2 separate regions of the Sus scrofa genome follow, and region 1 is linked to region 2. The links are chromatin contacts, called in public HiChIP or PLAC-seq maps. All regions are on one chromosome and are shown on one strand. Each heading gives the region's core, a stretch centred on a gene start, on an enhancer-like site or on the middle of the called end of the contact. The rest is flanking DNA. Distances are from core to core; before and after follow the strand shown. Region 1 has its middle 13 kb from the start of FGR. Region 2 overlaps SYTL1 (synaptotagmin-like protein 1).

Region 1 (6,852 bases), core at 147-2,646, 280 kb before region 2:
CACAGCCCAGGCACATCCCCCCAGTGTTCACTCTTGTCTATTCTCCACATACAGCCAGGAAGATATGAAAAAAAGTAGATCAAGTGACACTTCCCACCCCACAGGCTCAAACCACCCAGTGGCTGTCCATCACTTAGAATAAAATTCTACTTCCTTACTCTGGCCTTTGAGGTATTTAATAATCCCCTCCCCCAACTCTGTTCCAGCCATGCTGGCCTCTTTTCCCTTCCCAGAACCCTCCAAGTGCCTGCCAAGCTCAACGGCTTTCCACAAGCTCTTTCCTTTGCCTGGAACACTTTTGTTGCTTCAGGAGTCAGCTGGAATGTAACTTCTCCAGAGACCCGAGCCCCCACTCTAAATTAAACACTCCGTTATTCCAGCAGCCTGTACCTTATGTTCCTAGAATTGATCACGGTTGTAATAAAAGCATGATTGGTGTAAGCATTTGTTACTGTCAGACCTGCTCACTAGACTCCCAGCACAAGCACGGGGCTCATCGTTATTTATCTCCAGCACCCAGCGCAGCACCTGGCACACAGCAAGTGCCCAATAGCTTTGGTTGAGTGGAGAGACAGACAGATGGACAGCTGGGTGGACAGACAAATGGGTGGATGACCTGAATGAGTGAATGACTATATTTTAAAATTTAGAAAACTATGGAGTTCCCGTCTTGGCGCAGCGGAAATGAATCCAACTAGGGACCATGGGGTTGCGAGATCGATCCCTGACCTCGCTCAGTGGGTTAAGGATCCGGCCTTGCCATGATCTGTGGTGTAAGTCGCAGACACGGCTGGGATCTGGTGTTGCTGTGGCTCTGGCGCAGGCCGGTAGCAACATCTCCAATTAGACCCCTAGCCTGGGAACCTCCATATGCCGCGGGTGCGACCCTAAAAAGACAAAAAATAAAATAAAATTTAGAAAACTATTCACCTGGCTGTGCTTCTCAGGCCAGTTATAAAGTGCTCTATTCACCCGGGAGTTATTTTCACCCTTCGAAAGGCCCCACCCACTGGCCCTCAAAGGCCTTTCCCAGGCCGGGCCACTGGGCGGGGTTTCCGGGGCCGGATGCGTGACGTCACCAAAGTAGGTGTGCCCTGGATCAGCCTCTGCTTCCTGATTGGCGGGCGCCGGACAGCGGCCCCACTCTCTGCCGCTGCCGTCGGAGTAGAAGCCGTGGGAGCGAGGCTCGTGAACCTGACAAGGCGTCCTCGTGGACCGCGTCAAGGTGGTCCGCAGTCGTACCAGCTTCAGCTTGTCGGGGTCCCCGGGGGACATGTTCACTTAGCGCTGAGCGTTTGGCCTCGCTCTCGCTGTTCTGCTGGAAGATAGGACAGTGGAAGGGGCCTGCGCTGCGGCTGTACCGCTTTCCGCAGCGGGCTGGGTCGAGAACCGGTAACCAAACCTTGACGTGCTCACATAGGCGCGGCTATTTCGGGCCTCTGACCTCGGCGAGGAAAGTCCTAGAAACACAGCCCCACACTCCTTCTCACTCTTCTGGACACGCTTCACCTTTTCCCCCCACCCCAAACTCAGACCTCCAAAGAGCTATGGGGCGAGGAGTAGCCCTGGACTCCTATTGCCTCATTCAGACCCCATGCCAGCCCTGTAAAACAGGAGATGCTATTCCCATTTTACAGATGCACAAACTGGGGTTCCTGGATGAATGCTATTTACCCAAGGTCACACAGTGAGATAGTGGCCCCCAGGCCAAACTTCAAAGCCCAACGTCTTTCTTGTACCCCTCTTGTCTACCTGTCCTGCTACCAGGCCCCTTTTGCCTGAAGCATCTTGAGGTCCTGAAGGTCCCACGGCTCCTGTTCCACACAGCTGGATGCCACCCCACTGGGGCCTCAGCAGCTGTGCCTGGGCAGCAGCTAAGGGCTGGTTGTATGCTGGGAGTCACCTCTTTCTTCTGTGCTTGCTCACTCCCCCAAACTAGGGAGGACCCTAGACCAAAATTAGGCAGTGGCCAAGGAGCATTCTGGTAGCCACCAAGCCCCTGAAACTGGGCTGGGCCACTTATTTGCTGTATGACCTTGAGAGGCTTCCTTTCTCAGAACCTCAATTTATCATCTGTAAAGGGGGCATAATATCCTTCTGCAGGGCCCCGGTGTGCTGGAATTCAGGAAAGCTGCTCTTCTCTCCCTCTCAGGCCTCCTCACCCTTGAACCCTCTCACCTTGAGGAACGGAGCCCCCTCTCCAGGGTCCCTGTGATGTCAGAACTTCAGCAAAACCTGCACATAGCCTGGTCCTTGATGGGGATCACGTCCTGGGTTGGGCAGGCACCAGGTTGGAGGGGGCACAGCTTACCCAGCTTCAGCCCCTTTGGTCTCCATCTCTGCTGAGGAGCCGGCTGTCTCTACTATCTGTGGCCTTTGCAGAGCCATTCCCCAAGGGACCCTGCCTCTCCTGCCTCCTTCTATTGTCCTCCCCTCCCTTCTTCCTCCCACAAATGTTTATCCATGCCTACCCTGTGCATATGTTACTGAATAAGCCGGGAGGTCCTTGCAAAGGAGGAAATTGACAAGGAAACCAAGTTATAATTCATTCACCCATCCCCAATCCTGCTGCCCTCCCTGGTTCTGCCCTCCCCAGTGCAGTCTGCTCTCCACACTGCAGCTTGAGCCATCCTGATAAAAGGGAGGTCAGAACATGTCACTCTTATGCTCAGTCCCCTCCCACGACTCCCCATCCCAGAGGAAAAGCCAGCGTCCTTGCTGTGACCTGCAAGGCCTGCATGATCTACCTCATCGCCTCCCACTCTCCCCTCTGAGAGCTCCATTCTGGCTGCAGTGGCTGCCTTGCTGTTTTTCAACATGCCAAGCATGCTCCTGCTTCCAAGCTTTGCATTTGCCCTTGGTGCTGCTAGGAATGCTTCCTTAGATATCCAGGTGGCCTCTCTCCCCTCACTCAGGTGTCTCCACCTCATCCAAGGGCCTTCCCTTGCTGCCCATCTAAATACTACTTTCTATTTCCCTTCTGTCCTTTTATCTGCACTACCAATTGACATGTAATTATTTGCTTACTGTGTGTTCCCCTACAGAAGTATAAGTCCCATGAAATCTACAATTCCCCACCTCTCAGGGGAAAAATGGGGTAGGAGAGAAAAGAATGCCAGGAAACTATGAAAAAAGAAAAGGCATCACTAACCATACTACCATAGATAATAATATTTAAAGCCTCAATAATTTTTTTTTTTTTGTCTTTTTAGGGCCATACCCGTGGCATATGGAGGATCCCAGGCTAGGGGTCAAGTCAGAGCTAAAACTGCCAGCCTACACCACAGCCACAGCAACACCAGATCCTCAACCCACTGAGCAAGGCCAGGGATCGAACCTGTGACCTCATGGATACTAGTCAGATTTGTTTCCGCTGAGCCACAGTGGGAATTCCAAAGCCTCAATAATTAAACCAACTTGATTTGGGGAGTTCCCATTGTGGCTCAGTGGGTTAAGAAACTGACAAGTATCCATGAGGATGTGGGTTTGATCCCTGGCCTCAGTCAGTGGGCTAAGGATCCGGTGTTGCCATGAGTTGGACTTAGGTTGTAGATGCAGCTCGGATCCCACATTGCTGTGGCTGTGGTGTAGGCTGGCAGCTACAGCTCTGTTTCAGTTCCTAGCCCGGGGAACTTCCATATACCAGGGGTGTGGCCCTAAAAAGAAAAAAGAGGAGTTCCTGTCATGCCGCAGCAGAAATGAATCCGACTAGAAACCATGAGGTTGCGGGTTCGATCCCTAGCCTCGCTCGGTGGGTTAAGGGTCCAGTGTTGCCATGAGCTCTGGTGTAGATCTCAGACGAGGCTCGGATCTGGCGTTGCTGTGGCTATGTCACAGGCCGGCAGCTACAGACAGCTCCGATTCAGCCCCTATCCTGGGAACCTCCATAGGCTCCACAGGTGCAGCCCTAAAAAGAAAAAAGAAAAAAAAGAAAACAATTAATTTGGTGCAGGAAGAGACAAAGGAATGGGCTGGGCTAGGATGTTCAGAAATAGACAGGAGAATTTAGTATTTGATAAAGGTGGTCTCAAAGAAAAGAATGGACTCCAGTAAGTAGTGCTAGGACAACTAGGTAGCTAATTGTTTCACTGGGGGGAAAATGAGATCTCTTCCTCACATAAAGCATTAAGCTCCAAAGGGATCAAAGATTTAAATGCTAAAAAAATAAATAAATAAAAGCAATAAAGGAAAACATGGGAGAAACTATAATCTCATAGTGGAAAAAGACTATCTATACTCAAAAATAAAAAAGCCATTAGAAAATATTGATTAAAGTTACCTGTATTAAAATTTTAAAAATTTGCATGGAAAAATCATATAAGTCAATTTGTAAGATGAATGATAAACTAGAGAGATGAATAATACACTAGAGGAAGATATTTACAACTCAAATCACAGACAAAGGGTCATCTGTCTATAAAAAATTCCTGGAAATCCATTAAATCCATTAAAAGGACCAAAAATCTAGTATAAACAGGTATAAGGTATGAATTGACTGTTCCCAGAAAAGTAAATACAAATGGCCCTTCTTTTGGCTGCATGCTCAGCATGCAGAAGTCCTGGGTCAGGGATTGAATCCCTACCACGGCAGTAACTGTAGCCACCACAGTGACAGTGCTGGATGCGCGCTGAGCCACCGGGGAATTCCACAAATGGCTTTTATTTATTTATTTATTTAGCTTTCTAGGGCTGCACCCTCGGCATATGGAAGTTCCCAGGCTGGGGGTCAAATCGGAGTTACAGCCACCAGCCTACACCACAGCCACAGCAACACAGGATCTGAGCCGTGTCTGTAACCTACACCATAGTTCATGGCAACACCAGATCCTTAACCCACTGATTGAGGCCAGGGATTGAACACACATCCTCATGGATCCTAGTCAGGTTCATTAATCACTGAGCCACAAAGGGAACTCCCGCAAATGGCTTTTAAACATTTGGAAAGAAGATCAAACTTTTTCAAAAGAAATGAAAGTCAGGAAAACCACGCAGGCAAAAAAAATCTAAAAGTTTAATAATGTACTCTGTGGGTATTTCTGTGAGGAAACCACCCTCTTATGCGTGCAAATACAAATTGGTACAGGTCCCCAGAAGGACATTTTGGAAAAATCTTTCAAAATTACAAATATGTCCAGATATTCTACTTCTGGGAATTTATCCTTCAGTTATAGTTGCATAAGTGAGAAAAGATATATGTATCCAGCTATTCTCTGCAGCTCTGTTTGCAATAGCAGAAGACCGGAAACAACTCAACTGTCCTTTAGTAAGTGTTAAGTTAGGTAGAGTACAGTCCATCCATAGAATGGGATACTGAGCAACTATGAAGAGAATAAGGGAGCAATTGCCTTGTGGCCCAGCAGGTTAAGGATCCAACATTGACACTGCTATGGCTCTGGTTACAGATGTGACTCAGGCTCTATCCCTGACTTGGGAATTTCCATATGCCACAGGTGCAGTCAAAAAATAAAAATAAAAGAATTAACCTGTCCCATTCTCTAGTTAGTGGTCCATTCCTTCATGCCCTCTCCCTTCTTCTGGCCTGGGTGAAGTTATAAGTGGGGGGATTTCTGCTGTTTTGTTTAGTCTCTCCTTCAGACTGGAGGATCCCAAGGGCAGAGCTCTGTCTCTTCCTTCAAACTAAGGGCAAGGCTATGTCTCTCCATATGTTTCAAATACATTACTAACATTTCCTGTGCAGGTAATACAACAAGAACCTCTCCTATGCCTCATCTCAGTTCATCACATAACAGATTTATTAATATACCCAATTTACAGATGAGAAGACTGAGGCTTAAGGAGTTTAAGCAGCTTTTTCAAGGTCACCCAGACAGTAAGTGGAGGAGTCAGGATTTGTCTAGTGGCCAATGTCAGGGTTATGGAGAGAAAACGGTGTTAAGCAGTTCAAGGAGACCCTAAGCCAAACCCCAGCCTTTTCATTCATTCACTGGCTGTGTGACCTTGGGCAAGTCTCTGGAGCTCTCTGGTCTCTATCTCTATTAACGGGAAGAATAACTGTGCTTCACAGGGGGATAACACAGGTGATGTCTAGATCAGGGCCTGGTACACAGTAGGTGCTCAATAGAGGGTGTTCCTGTCTCCCTTCCTTCTCTCCTGCCTCTGGTAGAGATTCCAGGCCTGTGGGCAGATGCCTGGCCAGGCGGACCTAGCTGTCCTTGAAACAATGTTTGTGTTCCCTCCTCCCGTACTGAGAAGAGCTGGGGGGGAGGGGTTGTGGAGAGCACCCCTACACCCAGGCTCTCTCCATTCCCAGGGAGCCTCAGTCTGCTGGGGTTTAGGGGATCATCTCCAGTCTGATGGAGACACAGCCCAATCAGAGAGGGGAGATGCTGGCCCCAGCCTGACACAGAAACCACAGCATTGTGCCACCTCACTGCACAGTGTATGTGGCTGGGCTGTACACACAGGAGGTAGAAGGGTTGGTGCTCAGGCAGGGAGGGTGTCTGGCATTCTGACCTATGTCCAGTGAGCTGCTGGGGCCATTACCTGTTGGAAGGTAAGCATGTTGTGTGGACAGCAGCTGGAGAGGTTGGCACATCCTTGACAGCTGGTCCTTGTCAAGGTGACAGCCTGGTAGGCAGCAAAAGCTATGCATGGTGGAACAAACAAGAATGACACCCTGGGGGCCCGAGTCACCCAAATTGGCCAACTTTCTTCCGCTCACTGCTACTGACACCCTCTCACTGAGCGCCCCTGTTCCCCAAGGGCCTCAGGTCTCAGAGGCTGAGGAGATACCAGAGACCACTGAGGCAGAACTGGCTCCCCCCACCGCCATGGGGCTCCCAAATCAGGAAATAAGCAAGCCCCCCATGAAAGCAGGAGGGACTGCAGGCA
Region 2 (6,623 bases), core at 912-3,411:
TCCGATGCCCCTATGCCCCTCACCATTGTATGTAAGTATCCAGAGATCCTGAGCGCAGAGGCACAAGGTCCTGAGCCTCCTTCACCCAGAAGTGCAGCTCCCCGCTCGGAGGCAGTCCTGCACCTGCGAGAAGCTCGGCTCAGGCCCTGCCCCAAGGACAGAGCCCCCCACCCTTGCGGGTTGCCCACCTGTCAAGACCCTCCGATTTGGCCACTCGCGGGCGGTCACTCACCCTCGGAGCCGGCGGGGATGTACTTGAGGGACAGAGAGAGCAGCCCGCGGCTGGGAAGGGCATCGGGAGACGGCGGGACCTGCGAGAGGTGGGGTTGTCAGGGGGTGGGGACAAGGTCCCAGGGAAAGGGACTGTAAAGGGGTGGAGTCTCCAGACACCGATGGGGCGTGCCTATCGGGGCGGGGCCTTTGGGGGCGGAGCCCAAGAGAAGGGCTTGAGGAATCTGGGCTCCCCAACAGAATCGGCCGCCGGGGACCAGATCTTTGCGGTGGGCCGGTGAAGTTTCCGGGCTGAGAGAGATCTGTGCCACGGGTCCCCCCACGCGGGCCAGCTGCTCACCCTGGGCTGCAGGGGGAGCCAGGTGGGCTCGGAGTCCCAGTTCCACGTGTCCAGGGGCACTTCTACTTCGCCCAGAAAGATGTTGCGACCCAGGCTTTCGCGGTGCCACACGGATAGGCTCAACACACGGCCCTGGAGCTCAGCCTGCGGGACAGAGTACTGGGGACAGGACGTGCACTTTAATGGAGCAGCGCCGATGGCCCCCGCCTCAGGGCTGCGACAGTGTTGGTTGGGGCTTATCCTAGCACTTTCCTAACCGGAAGGAATCCTGGGGAGCCCTGGAGAGCATTAGAGGGGTCTGGGCCAGCGCCATGCCCCCCTCTAGACGGACGTGGTGGAGAAGCGCTTGAAAGCGAGGGCCTCCCTGCCCTTCCTCCCGCAGAATGGAGGATTGGAGCGACCGGCAGTAACGATGCCATGGCTGCCCCTGCCACTAGGCCTCAGCAGGAAGGGGCGTCCAGTGCATTAATGCGGGGCCACCACGTAGTCGCAGCCTCACCCGGAGAGTCTCGTTGAAGATCGGGTTCAGATTCCGTTTCTTCACTGTTGTCTTGCGCTTGCTCTGCTTATCCGGGAGGAGGTAGCTTTTGACGTAGCTGGAGCGGGGGAGATGAGGACCGGAGGTAAAGGGGGGCCCCTATACCCTAGCAGCCCCTTCCAGAGCCTACGCCCCAGTTCCGGGGCTTCCCCAGTCACGGCCTGGGCAGCTTCGCGTGCCTGGCCTCGTGCAACGCTTCGCAGCAGTGGTCTCACCCAGCCCCCGCGCCTCCCCAGAACGCCATTCCCATTTTGAAGATGAGGAAACTGAGGCCAAGAAAAGCGGTGGGGTTGGGCAATGAGAGCGGCTCCCTCGCGTCCCGCCTCGTCCAGGTCTGGCACTCACGGGTCTGAGCGGCGGCGGCGGGCGGCGGCCAGGCCCTGGCACTGGATCACGTGCACGCGCAGCTCCGCGGCGCCAGGCTCGTAGTGCAGCGCGAAGTGCACGGAGCCGCGCACCTGCACTGCCGCCGCCTCCGCCTCCCCCGACAGGCTCATCTGGCTGCCGCTCAGCTGCCGGCAGAGGGTGGGGAGGTTAGGGCGGGCTGCGGGGCTCACATCGGGGCTGGGGAAGGGGTAGCGCGGTGGGTTTCAAATGGTCCGGGGGATAAAGTGAAGCAGCTTGCCTGGGGGCTGGAGTGGCAGGTCTGGGGGGTGCGGAGGGGTCACACCGGGGCTACGCGTCCGGGTACGGGGAGGGGAGGACTTCCCCCCCCCCCGACCCCAGGCCTCCTCCCTCACCCCCTCACCGTGGAGGAGTTGAGGCTGGACATGGAGGAGCTGCTGCTGAGCATACGGTCCAGTGAGGGGTCAGGCCCCGGGGCCTCCTCCCCATTCTCCAGGATCTCGGACGCCTCCTGGGTCTGAGGAGGGGGGAAGTGAGGGGGGCCCCCTATCCCCGTCCCCCACTCCGCCCCTCCTGCTACCGCTCGCAGCCTCAGAGCAGCGGCACTCCCCACCCGGAGTCCGCTCCGGGTCTTGAGAGCAGCCATGGGCCGTTCCCGCCTACCTGAGCAGGCCTGGGCTGCGGCTCCTCCTCCGCCCCCGACGGCGGCTTTGGCTCCGGGTCCGCCTCCTCCGCGGCTGGGACCTGAACGTCCGCCGGCCCAGGCGCTGGGAGGGGCACAAACTACTTAACGAGCTCCTCCCCTGTCTGCCCCGCCCCTGAGCAAATTTGGAGGGACCGGTTTCCAACCCTGTTTGGGCCCCAGTGCTGCCCTGGAGTCGCCCGCGGAGACCACACCTACCCGCCCCCCCACCCCATGCGGGAGGAGGGAGGGGAACACAGGTGGTGGGGATCACTTAGAGCCGCCTCTGATCCCCGCCACCTCTCTGCGCTCACAGCACACAGCTTCCCACTCACCTTCCTGGGCCGGGGGCTCCTCTTCATTATCTGATGCCTTAGTGGGGACATATGGTGAGGGGAAATCAGGTCCCTGAAAGAAGCAAGGGGAAAAAGTCACAGTGGGGGCTAATGGGAAAGGGTCAAAGGTTATGTTGGGGTCAGGGGTCAGAGGTCAGAGGCTCCAGTTGGCTACTCCAGCTTCGGCTTTTGCACAGTCCTCAGGTCAGAGCTGGCAGCCAGCTGCAGGAGCGGTCTAGCCTGTATGTCACACTCCTGCACCCTTCAGGGCCTGCCCTGCCTGACTCCCAGGGTCTCATTGGTGGGGGACGATAGCATCTGAGTCGGGCCTCGCCCAGCTCAGTCCCCATGCTACCCCTAATAACCAGATTCAGAATTCCCTTTAAAGCCTGGGCCCACATCCATTTGACAGAGGAGGATGACGGAGGCCCAGACCAGGGCCATCTGATTCTCAGGCTGGGGGCTTTCCGCAACCAGGCCACCTCCACTCCCGGGACGCTGTACCTTCATGCTTTAGCCCATTCAGTTACTCATTACTCACCTCAGCCTCGCTGAGACTCTCTTGGGGGGCCTTGTCTATGGGGAGCCTGAGAGGAGGGAGAGGTGGTTGTCAGGAATGGGACCCAGGTGACTGGCAGGCACCCTCTACTCCCTGCCATGCCTCCTCACCTGGGCTCCAGCGCCTCTTCGGTCTCTTTCCCAGCAGCCTCAGCCTCCCCATTGCTGCCCCGAGCCTGGTCTCCTGTGCCCAAGTGAGAAGTTCCATGAACCCCGGTTCTCAGGAGGTCTGACACTTGGAGATGCCCACCCACCTCCCCGTAGCGCATGGAGGGGTGGTGCCCACCCAAAGTCACACTGTACGAGGGGCAACTGGAACTGAAACAAGGGGCCCTCTTTCCTTGTTCATATACACCCACTGCCCTGAACTCCATGGGACCTGCCCCACTCTGGGGATCTCGTCTCACCCCTGGAGCCCTTCTTTCTGCGGATGGAGGCTCGGACTAGGTCAGAACCCAGGTGGGTGTGGTGGTGCCTCTGGGAGCGTGCTTCCTGGAACCAGTCCCCTGTTAGGATCTTCAGCTGCCCAGGGTCTTCCAGTGATGCCCGGAGCTTTCTGAAGGATGGGGGAGGGCGTGGTTATCACCACTCATGCAATCAACATTCTTGCCACCCACTCTGCCAGGCCCTGTACCTGGGGCCAGGGATACAACAGCAAATCAGACTTGATTCCTGCTTTGGAAGAGCTTAGGTTGGTGAGAAGACTGAGTCAGGAATAGACAAGTGCACTATGGTGAGTATGAGCCATGATGTAAGTGAGAGGGTCAGCTTTGCCTGTAAGAATCCTGGAGGGCTTCCTAGAGGAGGAGACATTTGAATTGCTTCTTCGTCTTTTTCTTTTTTTTTCCCTTGATCTTTTTACAGTCCCATCCACAGCATATGGAAGTTCCCAGGCTAGGGGTCGAATCTCGAATTGGAGCTGTAGCTGCCGGCCTACATGACAACCACAGCAACATGGGACCTGAGCTACCTCTGCAACCTATACCACAGCTCATGGCAATGCCGGATTCGTAAACCCACTGATCAAGGCCAGGGATCAAACCCTCGTCCTCATGGATACTAGTCCGATTTGTTACTGCTGAGCCACTGCTGAGGGTATTAAGGGCAGATCTGAATTGCTTCTTAAAGGACCAATTGGAGTTCTCAGGTAGAGAAAAAGAATAATTATTATTAATTGACTGTGCATAATCTTTCCTAATGTTAAAAGGTAGGGCTCTTTCACCCCATTTTACAGATGAGGAGAATGGTGCTGGGGAGGCCCAAGATTACAAGCTAGGAGGTATCTGTCTGTCCCCAATCACTACTTGTAAGTCCCATGCTTCTCTGCCACTATGCTCTTCCAGGAAGGAGGAACAGTATAGAAGTGGAGAGGGGGAGTTACCATTGTGGCACAGCGGAAATGAATCTGACTAGGAACCACGAGGTTGTAGGTTCGATCCCTGGCCTGGCTCAGTGGGTTAAGGATCCGGCGTTGCCGTGAGCTGTGGTGTAGGCCAGCAGCAACAGCTCCGATTGGACCCTTAGCCTGGGAACCTCCACATGCCATGGGTGTGGCCCTATAAAGACAAAAAAAAAGAGACCCAAAGGAAAAAAAAAGTGAAGAGGGAATTCAGGGACCCGAGTGGCTGAAGTGGACATTTTGCGTATGTGTGTCAGGGGGTGGGGCTCACTAGTGGCAGATGAGATGGAGAGGCTAGCAGGGACCAACCAGGGAGGTTTGTGGGCCGTGTTGAGGAGCTTGCTCTTGACTGGAGATGCTGAGGAACCGTGGGAGGTTTCAGGAGAGGGTATTAAGGGCAGATCTGGAGTGCTCCAGCTGCAGCATGGCAGGTGGACTGGAAAGGGTGAGCCTGGAGCCAGGGAGGCTGGCAAGGGGACTGGTGCAGCCACCTAAGAGAGGTGATGAGCCAAATTGGCCAAGGGCTGAGGGGACCAGGGAGCCAAACCAAGACCTACCCAGATAGAAAGGTTTCAGGCTGCATACTGGTAGGTGGCAGGGTGGAGGCCACCCAAGCCCCCAGTACCTGCGGCCCCTTCCTCCTGAGCTCCCCGGCTCTGCCTTACCTGACCCGTCCCTCCTCCAGCTGCCGTAGGTGGGCATCTCGCTTCAGGACCTCAGCAATGGCTTCCTGTTCCTCCTCCGTCAGGAAGCTGAGGTCCAGTAACCCATCAGCCTCAGGCTCTGGCTCATGTGCCATGAGGAGGCCAGGCAGGACCCGGAGCCCCTCTTGAGATGGGTGGCCCCTCTGGGGCATCAGCTGGGGCGGTGCCCCCGCTGGGCACACGTGGCTCCCTGGGGGCAGACCAAGGGTCAGATCAAGTCCTGCCCATATACAGTGCACATCCTGGAGTGAAATGCCCTTTTCTGCCCAAATAGCCACCCCCCTGGTAGGCAGGGTACAAGCCCAGGAAAGCTGGGATCAAGGTGGCATGAGATGCACTCATGGACATGTGCAAACCGAGGCCCAGGGACATCTTAAGGACACACTCGAAGAAATATACAGAGACATACGGGCACACACATGGATACATGTAGATAACAGTTATCCATGGTGAGCACACCTGGTCACACACACACAAACACACTGACACTTGTACAAGAACAGGCCTACTCACAGCTGGTCCCCCATAAAGGCTCCTACCCATGTGTCCTGACCAAGAGATGCACCTGACACATCTATACACCCACATACAGGCAAGTGCACACAAGGGAGACACAGACCCACAGATGGGTCCACCTGCCCAAGAATAAGCCTAGGGACAAAGACAGGTGTCTACATATATACAAATCACGCAGACTTTTGCACACACATACTGCATCCCCTAAACTGGATCGTGAGCTCCTTGAAGGTAGGAACAGGGCCTCACCCCCAAAGCCAGAGCTTTGCACACAACAGATGGTTGGTAAAAGTTGGACGAGATAAATGCAGAAATACTCGACACATACGCCCACACAGGAAATGCACACACACAAACACACAGCCAGACGCCCCAGGCACACACATAACTGCTCACCCCCAGGCCCCCGGGAATCTCTCAGCCTGAGTCCATTCTCTCTACCCTTCGCCTCCACCCTGCCCTGGCCCACTCGGCCTTCCTGTCTGAGGCAACCTCCTCCCCAGCCCACAGCCCAACTTCCTCCCCCGGAGGTAACCACTGCACCCACTCCCACTGAGGCCCACGCATGCCCCCGCTGCCAGCCCTGCCCCCTGGCCCGGAGCCCCTGGGCCCCTCTGCTCTGGCTACATGTGTTCCCACGACCGGGGACCTGCCTGGGGTCTCAGCAGTGGAGGCCAAGTGCTGCAAAGCAGACCAGGTACCACGGTGATTCCGGAAGGAAAACATTTGCCCAGCCCTGAGGGGCGTGTGGACGTGGCAAGGGGCCCGTGACTGGGCCGTGGGCAGAGCCGTGGCCTGAGCCCACTGGGCGGTCTCTCCTCTCCTCCCGCCCCTCCAGTCCCCTCCCACCCGGGGCAGCGGGCAGGGCTGGGGTGGGAAGAGGACACTCAGCAGGCAGGTCCTGGCCTGTGCCTGCCGCCCGCCGCCCGCCGCCCGCCTGCGCTCTGTGCCCTCCTGACTGAGTCAGCGAACCAG

What was found. HiChIP or PLAC-seq counts read pairs in DNA pulled down with a chosen protein or histone mark.
Region 1: a contact with region 2 is called in an H3K27ac HiChIP or PLAC-seq map of alveolar macrophages. The contact joins two enhancer-like sites. A contact is called at or near these places in 1 of 5 promoter capture datasets (fetal skeletal muscle), 1 of 47 Hi-C or Micro-C datasets (embryonic fibroblasts) and 1 of 2 datasets of contacts at active chromatin or transcription factors (alveolar macrophages).

What each region holds. Positions count from the first base shown.
Region 1 is chr6:84,839,820-84,846,671 of Sscrofa11.1, reverse strand. No RefSeq gene overlaps it. Among named protein-coding and RNA genes, the nearest start is that of FGR, 13 kb to the right of the region's middle. Within about 2 kb of position 1,396, at least 61 of the 83 cell types and tissues checked have an H3K27ac peak or open chromatin away from gene starts, as enhancers often do. A contact at or near this core is called in alveolar macrophages, where this site is marked.
Region 2 is chr6:84,565,194-84,571,816 of Sscrofa11.1, reverse strand. SYTL1 (synaptotagmin-like protein 1) reads right to left here. Exons shown (of 14, transcript XM_021095638.1): 2 at 5,094-5,322; 3 at 3,437-3,585; 4 at 3,141-3,213; 5 at 3,013-3,058; 6 at 2,472-2,544; 7 at 2,118-2,221; 8 at 1,858-1,971; 9 at 1,455-1,621; 10 at 1,071-1,167; 11 at 572-730; 12 at 233-311. The coding sequence starts at 5,284. Among named protein-coding and RNA genes, the nearest start is that of SYTL1, 7.6 kb to the right of the region's middle. Within about 2 kb of position 2,161, at least 42 of the 83 cell types and tissues checked have an H3K27ac peak or open chromatin away from gene starts, as enhancers often do. A contact at or near this core is called in alveolar macrophages, where this site is marked.